3 separate regions of the Zea mays genome follow, and regions 1 and 3 are each linked to region 2. A link is a contact called in public Hi-C data. All regions are on one chromosome and are shown on one strand. Each heading gives the region's core, a stretch centred on a gene start, on an enhancer-like site or on the middle of the called end of the contact. The rest is flanking DNA. Distances are from core to core; before and after follow the strand shown. Region 1 holds the start of LOC100276735. Region 2 holds the start of LOC100277048. Region 3 holds the start of LOC100279961.

Region 1 (2,725 bases), core at 123-2,622, 280 kb before region 2:
GGCTATTTCAAGTGAACACTTAGCCTTCTGAATTGTCAGGCCTGATGATTGTCAGTTCCATTCCTTTGTGGCTGAGCAATTTGATATTTTTGCACTGCACTTATTAGACACCACCCTACGCTGTACTCGAGTTTTTCATGCAAAAAGACGGTAGCACCATGCATGCTTTAGATTGGCACATCCTCATGGAGCATGCAGCAGAAAGCTCTACTTGTCCTAAAGATCCCAGGGAAGAAGAAGCTCACTCCTTAAGCACCACTGCCTGTCATACAGCAGACACACCCAACTACGTATATATACCACACTAGCTGATCTAGCTATATCCCTCCAGAAGGGAGCAGAGCAGCATATGTCTCGATCATTACATTAGGCATGCAATGCAACTCCAGTATGCATTAGCTAAAACAACTAAGCAGGCGGCGTTCTTGACTTGACATGCGTCCAGAATTGGCGGCAAACCGGTAAAGATAACTACAAGGCAGCTTTTGACTAACTAATGAAGCCGCGCGTCAGTTGGCGACCGCCTTCTTCGGCTTGTTGGGCGACGCCGCCGCCGCCGCCTTCTCGTGGCCGGCTGCACGCGGGCCCGGAGCGGCGGCATTGAGGTCCGGGATCGGCGCGCGGTGGCCTGCTGCCGCCGCCGCATTCCCGTTGGCGCTGTGGTTGGGCGGCGCCGCCGTTTTGGTTTTGGCGATGCGCCGCTGCTTGAGCTCGGTGAGCAGGGCCTGGTTCTCCTGGTTGAGCAGCAGCGCCTTCTTGCGCAGCCGCTCGTTCTCCTTCATGATGAAGCAGTTCTGCAGGTACAGCTTCGCGTTCAGTCTGTCCATGCTCGCTCGCGCTTTGCCTTTGCCTTTGCCTGCCCATGTTCCAGAGTATCATCAGACCAAATCGTTAAGGCCATGCAAAATGGAACAGGGTGCATTGCATGCTAGCAGAGCAGCAGTAGATATATATACTGAAACTTCTATTGAATAAATAAATAAATAAATAAATAAAAAGGTTGGTTGCCACTTGCCAAGGCATATATATATTCAAAATATATCGAAGGCATTGGGGGGCAGCAGATTGTGTAAAGCAGAAACGAACAAAAAGGGGGAGGGGAAGCACTAGGCGTTCTACATGTACATGTACACGCATGGATGGAGCCATGATTGTGCATGCATGCAGGAACCAATTGAGCGCATGCATGCATCACCATGGAAAAAAAGCGACGAGACCGAGAGGATCACCTCCGCCGTTGGAAGCCGCGGTCGGTCACTCGACTAGCAGAAGGAGAAGGGGGGCCGGCAGCGGAGATTGCTGGTGGGGGCAGGCAGCTGGGAGGATCGATGGCCAAGTCCACTGCTCTGCTTTTTTCTTGGCCAAGTCCACTGCTCTGCTTTTTTCTTGGGTGCGTGCTGCGTGGTGGGGCTTATTTATAGGCGCGACCGCGATCGATCTCCCTCGCCTCGGCGGCGACGCGCGGGGGCGGTTGCGGACCCGCTCGGCAATGGCATGGCGCGCCGCACGTACGAGAAGGTGGGGGGGACGGGGACGCTAGTCTGCCACTCCTCATGACCCCCTTTGAACTTGAGCCAGAGGGACAGAGGGGATGCTATGATGCTTGGTCGTATAAGGAGGGGGGGCAGGGCAGGGCAGGGCAGGGCGGCGTAAATGGTGGCTAATCATGAGGCCTGGGTGTGCCAAGGTGGGCTGCCTGGCCTGCCCTCACGTGACGCTGCTGCTGGCTGCCCCAGCCGCGCGCGTCTACACTTCTTCTTCCTCCTCCTCTCCTTGTGCGCGCCACCGCACGCTGAAAGTATGCCGGAATTGTTGTCCCGTTCCTTGTGAAATTCAAGCCATCAAGATCTCGAGAGGCCCCCGACGTGCGCTGCTTCTCGCCGGCGACTGTACTCCATCCTTCCACCGCACGCACACACACACGTCCACTTTCTAGAGCGGGGGGAGGTAGTCTAGCTAGTCGACAACTTTTTATCAAGTGGTTTGACACTGGTGGCCGGCCGAGCCAGAATGGTTAGTGAGAAAGAGGTCGAGCTGGGTACGGCTAGGGGGGCTTCAAATGATGATGATGATGGGCCTCAGCCGGCCCAAGATTCGTAATGATGGCTCGGCTCCGGGTCCTCCCTCGCTCATCATCACGCGCCACACCTCTTCACCCCTTTTTTCTTCTTCTTCACTCTCTCTTTATTTTTACAGTCTCTCCTCTCTCTCTCTCTCTCTATTTCTATATCTCTTTTTACAATGCAGGGGGTGGTGATGATTACCGTCGCTTTACTGCGCCACCCGCGTCTACACCACCGTCGGGCGATCATGGTCTCCTCTCCCGGCAATTGAATGCCTCACGATTGAAGGAAGGCCCTTTTTTTTCTACCTCCCCTGTTTGTTTGTTTTTTTTTTTACTGCACGCCTGCCAATCTCGTATCTGCCTTGCTCGTCGTGCTTCTTTACCCCTTTTTCCTTTTTGTTTTGGCTTGGTTTCACCTCTTGCCTCTGCGATGCACCTCCTGGCTTACTGCGAGCAGCAGTCCCTAAAGCAAATCCATGTGGCGGCACACTAGTGGCGCTAGCGTAGCCGTAGCCCGTAGAGAATGTGATTGAGAAAACAAAAGGAGCCAGTGATGTTAGACAATCTACACAACATGCAACTCTACGGATCCATGTAAACAAAAAGTTTCGAATTGCGTCACTTGGATATTACTTAAAACAGCAAAATAAATAAAAAGTA
Region 2 (2,700 bases), core at 11-2,510:
GGTAAGCAGAGGAAAACTTTGTTATTCCACTGAGGTCGAGCCACACCCACACGTCCTGCAGCTGCCTTTTCTGCTGTGCCGTGTGTTGGCTGCTGCTACTCTCTGCCGGCTGGACCTCTGGTATCTCCCTCTCTAGGACCGATGCCCCGTCTCAGTTGTCAATCCATTCCAGTGGCGACTGACTAAGACCAACTCCAGCAGTGTGCCTCTCCGTATCCCTAAAACGCGCGGCCAACACATTCTCTCTCCTCTCCGTATCCGTCTCCGTTTCCAGCAACACTCCCCATCCCACTCCGCATGTAGTCTATGACACCTGGGGCCCGCCAGCAGGCGCGCGCGCACGCAGAGAGCTACGGAGAGGAGAGAGAAAGTGTGGAAATGGGGAGCGCAGGGACACGGCGTCCATTTTGCGGAGAGGGATGCGGAGCCTGCTGGAGCGCGCAATAGTGCCTCAGACCGTGCAAAATGCGGATACGGAGTGGGATACGGAGTCTTGCTGGAGTTGGTCTAACGGCAACGGCGTGTCGGCCTTTCAAACTTGCAGGCACCAAGTCGTTCGCAAGACGACGCTGCGTAGCCCGACCGAGGGAGGGCTCAGCGACGTCCAAGCGCGACGAGACGCGCGCGGGCGCACCAACCCGAGGAAAGGATCACCTCACCTCACCGGAGTCGCTTCCCCGGCACAGTTCTCGGGCGAGCAGAGCATGCAGGCCGGGGAAGAGTTACTTGTACTCGACCTCTGGCGGCAGGCAGGCCAGGGCACGCCATCACCACTGCACCTAACAGCAACCATACAATACTATACACGGTGCAGTGATCGGCCGATCGCCATCGCCATCGCCATCGCCATCTAGATTGGTGGTGGTCTCTGGCAGAAGCTACCGCGCGCGCGCGCGTACGCCGCTCCCGCACGCACACGCTCCGCCGCTCCGGTCACATGCATGCATGTACAGCAGTCCAATCAGATTCTACTGAGCAATGATGCATGCCGTGCCGCGCGACTTCTTGGCTTCCTCTCCGTTTCTTCTTCCTTGTCCGAGGCCGACACAGCAGCCGTCGTCCTGCTAGCTAATCAATCTAGCGACTGTTTTGCCCCCCTTTTTTTTCTTCTCAGTTCCACTTGCTTGCCACTGTGCTCGGTTGCTTAGACAGCCAGCATTGCCGGGAAAGCAACGGAGGCCACGGCGACCTGCATCAGCCAGGCAGCTTGTGCGTGCTATAAATGGCGTGAGGCGAGGAAGAGAAGGAAGAGAGAATAGCTAGGCCGCGCCGACGCCGAACCGCAGCAGACACGCGCGCGGACAGCGTACGAGGGAGCGAAGCTGCCTGAGGTAGAGGAGGAGGAGAACATGCAGGGCGGCGGCGGCGTGGACCAGCCGCCGATGCAGATGGTGCTGCGGGTGAGGCACCCGTCGTCGCTGGGCGGCAGCGGGGCGGACGAGGACGACGGCGAGGGGTCCTCTAGGTCGGCGCTCTCGGTGTTCAAGGCCAAGGAGGAGCAGATCGAGCGGCGCAAGATGGAGGTCCGGGAGAAGGTGTTCGCCCACCTCGGACGCGTCGAGGAGGAGTCCAAGCGACTCGCCTTCATCAGGCAGGTACGTGTACGTCCGTCCGTCCGTCAGTTACCTTCGCTCTGTACGGCACAAAATCATACGACTAGTCTACATGATGTGCGGCGCTAGTCTTGCTGTTGCTGCCAACCATATTGGTCTCTGAATTTTGAGATAGGTTGCCAGAATGGCACCCATCACAGCACTTCGATTCTGTATTTCTGTCAGGAAATTGATCTACTTAGCACTGTATGAATTTAGGGATCTCGTGGGACTCTTAATAATTTGTGCGAACGAACACAAGCTTGTACAAATCCCTGCCTGCTGTTTCCCTTTGTCAGGAGCTTGAAGGGATGGCCGACCCTACAAGGAAGGAGGTGGAGTCGATAAGGAAGCGGATCGACACGGTGAACCGTCAGCTCAAGCCTCTCAGCAAGAGCTGCGTCAAGAAGGTGAGAGGGGAGCTGACACAAGCTTGTACAAATCCCTACCTGCTGTTTCCTTTGTTTCAAGTAGTTCATTCATGAGTTGACGTCTGGATTTTTTTTATTTTGGCCAAATGAAAAAAAAAACTCCAAAGGAGAAGGAGTACAAGGAGGTCCTGGAGGCGTACAACGAGAAGAGCAAAGAGAAGGCTCTGCTAGTGAACAGGCTAATCGAGGTAAAATCTCTCTGGCCATGAAAGGAAAAGTAACCTAACCTCGTAGCTCACTGTAATCAGCTCTTGACACTGAACATTCGCCCTTGCTCTGCGTCGCCTGGGACTGACTGTTGCATTGCAGCTTGTGAGCGAAAGCGAGAGGATGCGGATGAAGAAGCTCGAGGAGCTCAACAAGACGGTCGACTCGCTCTACTAGACGCCAGTCGGTGCTCCGTGCTCTGCTCACCCACCTCTCCATCCACTCATCCATCCAGAGCTTGCACGCTCGCCCTCTGTAATCTGATCCCCGTGTGCCGTGGATTCGTGACCTGTTCAAGGTGGTGCTTGTAGTAACTGATGTTTTTCGTTGGGTGATCCTTTTCTCTTCTTTTTTTCTTCTTCTCTCTTTGGTCTCTTTTATTTCACCAGTTCGTACGAGTCTCGTTGCACTGTCATTGTCGAGTAAAACTGACGTACTGTATTTATAAGCAACAAACAGGTACCAGCTGC
Region 3 (2,777 bases), core at 138-2,637, 450 kb after region 2:
AATATTTAGTATATATTCAAATTGTTTGTATGCTCCCTAGTATTAAATATTCATTGTTTTCCTACTAAAAATAATAAATAGAACAATATATGCTTAAAATCATTTTTACGTACGACCATTTAAGGTATTGTATGGATAATTTGCATGTCTAATTGATCCGAAGTTAATTTTTATGTGATAGGCTATGATCAAAGGTAGCAAAATTGGCTTCGTAGAGCTTATACTAAATTGCAAGAACTACCTAATCTGAGTTGACGTCATCTAGATGTGATATCACTCGAAAAGTCAATTGAAAAGTCAATCGTTCGGCTGGGACCGATGACACGGGTCTGTCTGTAGCTTCATGATAAAGTGAAAGCTACCACCTTTCTCGGGTATTACTTCCATCCAAGCCTAAATATGGTGTATTTAGAATGCCCCGAATAACCAATTTTTAGAGAAATTTTTTTTGGAGTTGCTCTTGAAACCTCGAGGTGAGGTGGAATTGAGGTTTTGAAGCCCATAAACTCTCTGGTGATGGGCCCAGGCGTGGAAGCCACAAGCCCCTCCAACGTTGAGCGCAAAACTGATCCATTTGACATGAAGCCTCACATTAGGCAGGCTTAAACTTATCTTAGCTCCAACAGGCCTCCATGTGGCCTTTTCGTGCCCACCCACACACAGCCTCAGCGGCTGAGGCGAGCGTGCCGTCGGGATTTCTGCCTCCCATCCCGATCCCATATATATGCCAGTTATGATAGCCAAGCCAAGACATTGGATCCCGAACTGTGCATTTCTTTCGTCTAAGACCCGCGCGCATTTTCGATTCGTGGCCGTTTGTTTGATGATGAAACCGTACCGTGGCCCAAGTATGAATAACGGGGCTGTTGCTTGCAGTACATGATGATCTGGTGTACCGGTAGCCTGATCGACCCATAGCAAGCAGTTGCAGACTCTGTTTGATGATGAAACAGAGTGTTTGTCACGTGATCGATCCAAGGGCCCAGACGGCGCGACGCGTGCGTACCTGCCGTGTGCGCAATTGTAGCCACCACGGCCACGGGACGGCACGCACAAAAACTGTCACGAGGAAGCCAGATGCGGCGGACAAGGGATCGAGTCCGGAGCACGCCCGCCCGGATATAAATTTATATCGCACACATCCCCCGTTCGCCAATCTCGCGGCGGCCCTGCAAAGCTGCGATCAGGAGGTGCAGAACAGCGGTGAAGGGTGGAAACCGAGAACACTAGGCAGAGGCACTAGCCGAGCCGAGCCGCGCCACCACGACCACGAGTCGACCGGCGAGTGGTTGGCGCAAGTTGTCAGGTGAGGGGGGGCACCGCACCTTCCGCGCCGCATCTTGTCACGCACTTGTTGTAGCTGTATTGTATGTATTGCCTGCCGCCCCTGGCTTGTGCTCATGGGCGCTGCTGCTGCGGCCAATGAAGGGGCGTTGCCGGAGCCGTGCGGCGGCCGGCGGCCGGGAGCGGGGCCGATGGGGCGCTACGAGCTCGTCCGCAGCGACGACGCGCCTGCCGTCGCCGCGGATCTGGAGGCCGGCACCGCCGCGCCGTGCGACGGCTACCCCAAGCGCCGCGTGTTCACGCCCTCTCCGTCTCCGTCTCCGGCGCCGGCGTCGACCCGGTACCGGCAGCGCCTCGTCTCGCTCGACGTGTTCCGCGGGATCACCGTCCTGGTACGTCAGAACCACTCGCATCCTCCCTCTGCTCGCTCGCTCGCTCCTCTGCTATTTCATTGAATGGCTGTCTGCCTGGCTGGCTGGCCGATCTTCCTTACCGGCGCATGGCAATACGTTTTAATAATTCCCTAACAAATCGAACTGCTTTGCTTGATTGCCGAGTGGGTTCTCTGCTGTCGAACGATCGACTCTGCTATGGCCTTGGTGCCACCACACCACACTACCACTACTGCCAACCAACCACACATGTTCATGGAGAATCGTGGTGCGCGTGGTGGTGGTAGCAGAAGCGGCGCTAGTTAAGTTAAGTTGGCCTTTTTCTTTTTGCCCCTTTTTGTTCGTACTTAAACATGGGAGTAATCAAACCCTCCGTTCTCTTCTTCCCCTGAAACATCAATTAAACCAAACCCTCCGTTCCGAGCTTTTCTGCCGGTCTATTTACTTGTCTGTTCTCTTTCGGCTGTAGCCATGCATTATCGATAGGCAGAAGCTTATTAGGTCAGATCGCCGTAATGGTGCCCGTGGAGATATTGTTGTTTACACCTGAACAAGATTAACAATCACCGGCTTGGCTTGCCGGGTTCGCAAGGGTGAGTATAGCTTGCTCCTGTCGCATCGCATCACCCAGCTCGGCACCAACGTGGTGCGAACCGTCGGTGCTCGGCTCGGCTGGGCTGTGTGGTCCAGGCAATAAGAAAGGCCCCGTTCAACACCGTACGGAAGTTCATAAGATGTCAGACTCGAACCGCATTTGCACGGATTGGACTTTTTTTAGTGGCCTCCGGTCGCTGTTGCAGTGTTGCTTACCTAGCTTCTTGCGTTAACTTGGTAGGGAAAAAAAAGGAACCCCATAGAAAATATTCGTGATTGTCAACTCTAGCTCACCTGTCCATGCGATCTTGATAGAGGACGAGTACATGTTCCCAACTTATAATTGACAGATATATATGTATATCAGGATGCAGCTTACAATATACAACAGATTAAGGTCCTATTTGAAAACAAAGTTTTTGAAAACCACAATTTTTTGAAATACTACAGCATACTTTAGTCATGACAATACCACAGTTTACAATACCACAATTTTGAAAACTGAGG

What was found. Hi-C and Micro-C count contacts between places; a contact is called where the count stands out from the background.
Region 1: a contact with region 2 is called in a Hi-C map of ear, with 3 times the contacts expected there. The contact joins the promoter of LOC100276735 here to the promoter of LOC100277048 in region 2. A contact is called at or near these places in 3 of 25 Hi-C or Micro-C datasets (ear, root tip and tassel).
Region 3: a Hi-C map of tassel shows a contact between it and region 2, with 2.2 times the contacts expected there. The contact joins the promoter of LOC100279961 here to the promoter of LOC100277048 in region 2. A contact is called at or near these places in 7 of 25 Hi-C or Micro-C datasets (bundle sheath, ear, leaf and 2 more) and 1 of 3 datasets of contacts at active chromatin or transcription factors (leaf).

Annotation. Positions count from the first base shown.
Region 1 is chr10:116,487,343-116,490,067 of Zm-B73-REFERENCE-NAM-5.0, reverse strand. It overlaps LOC100276735, which reads right to left and starts at 1,372. Exons shown (of 2, transcript NM_001150452.2): 1 at 1,230-1,372; 2 at 252-856. The coding sequence starts at 827. The coding sequence ends at 510.
Region 2 is chr10:116,209,992-116,212,691 of Zm-B73-REFERENCE-NAM-5.0, reverse strand. It overlaps LOC100277048, which reads left to right and starts at 1,260. Exons shown (of 4, transcript NM_001371584.1): 1 at 1,260-1,595; 2 at 1,892-2,002; 3 at 2,131-2,211; 4 at 2,333-2,700. The coding sequence starts at 1,350. The coding sequence ends at 2,407.
Region 3 is chr10:115,764,840-115,767,616 of Zm-B73-REFERENCE-NAM-5.0, reverse strand. It overlaps LOC100279961, which reads left to right and starts at 1,387. Exons shown (of 12, transcript NM_001152911.1): 1 at 1,387-1,676. The coding sequence starts at 1,401.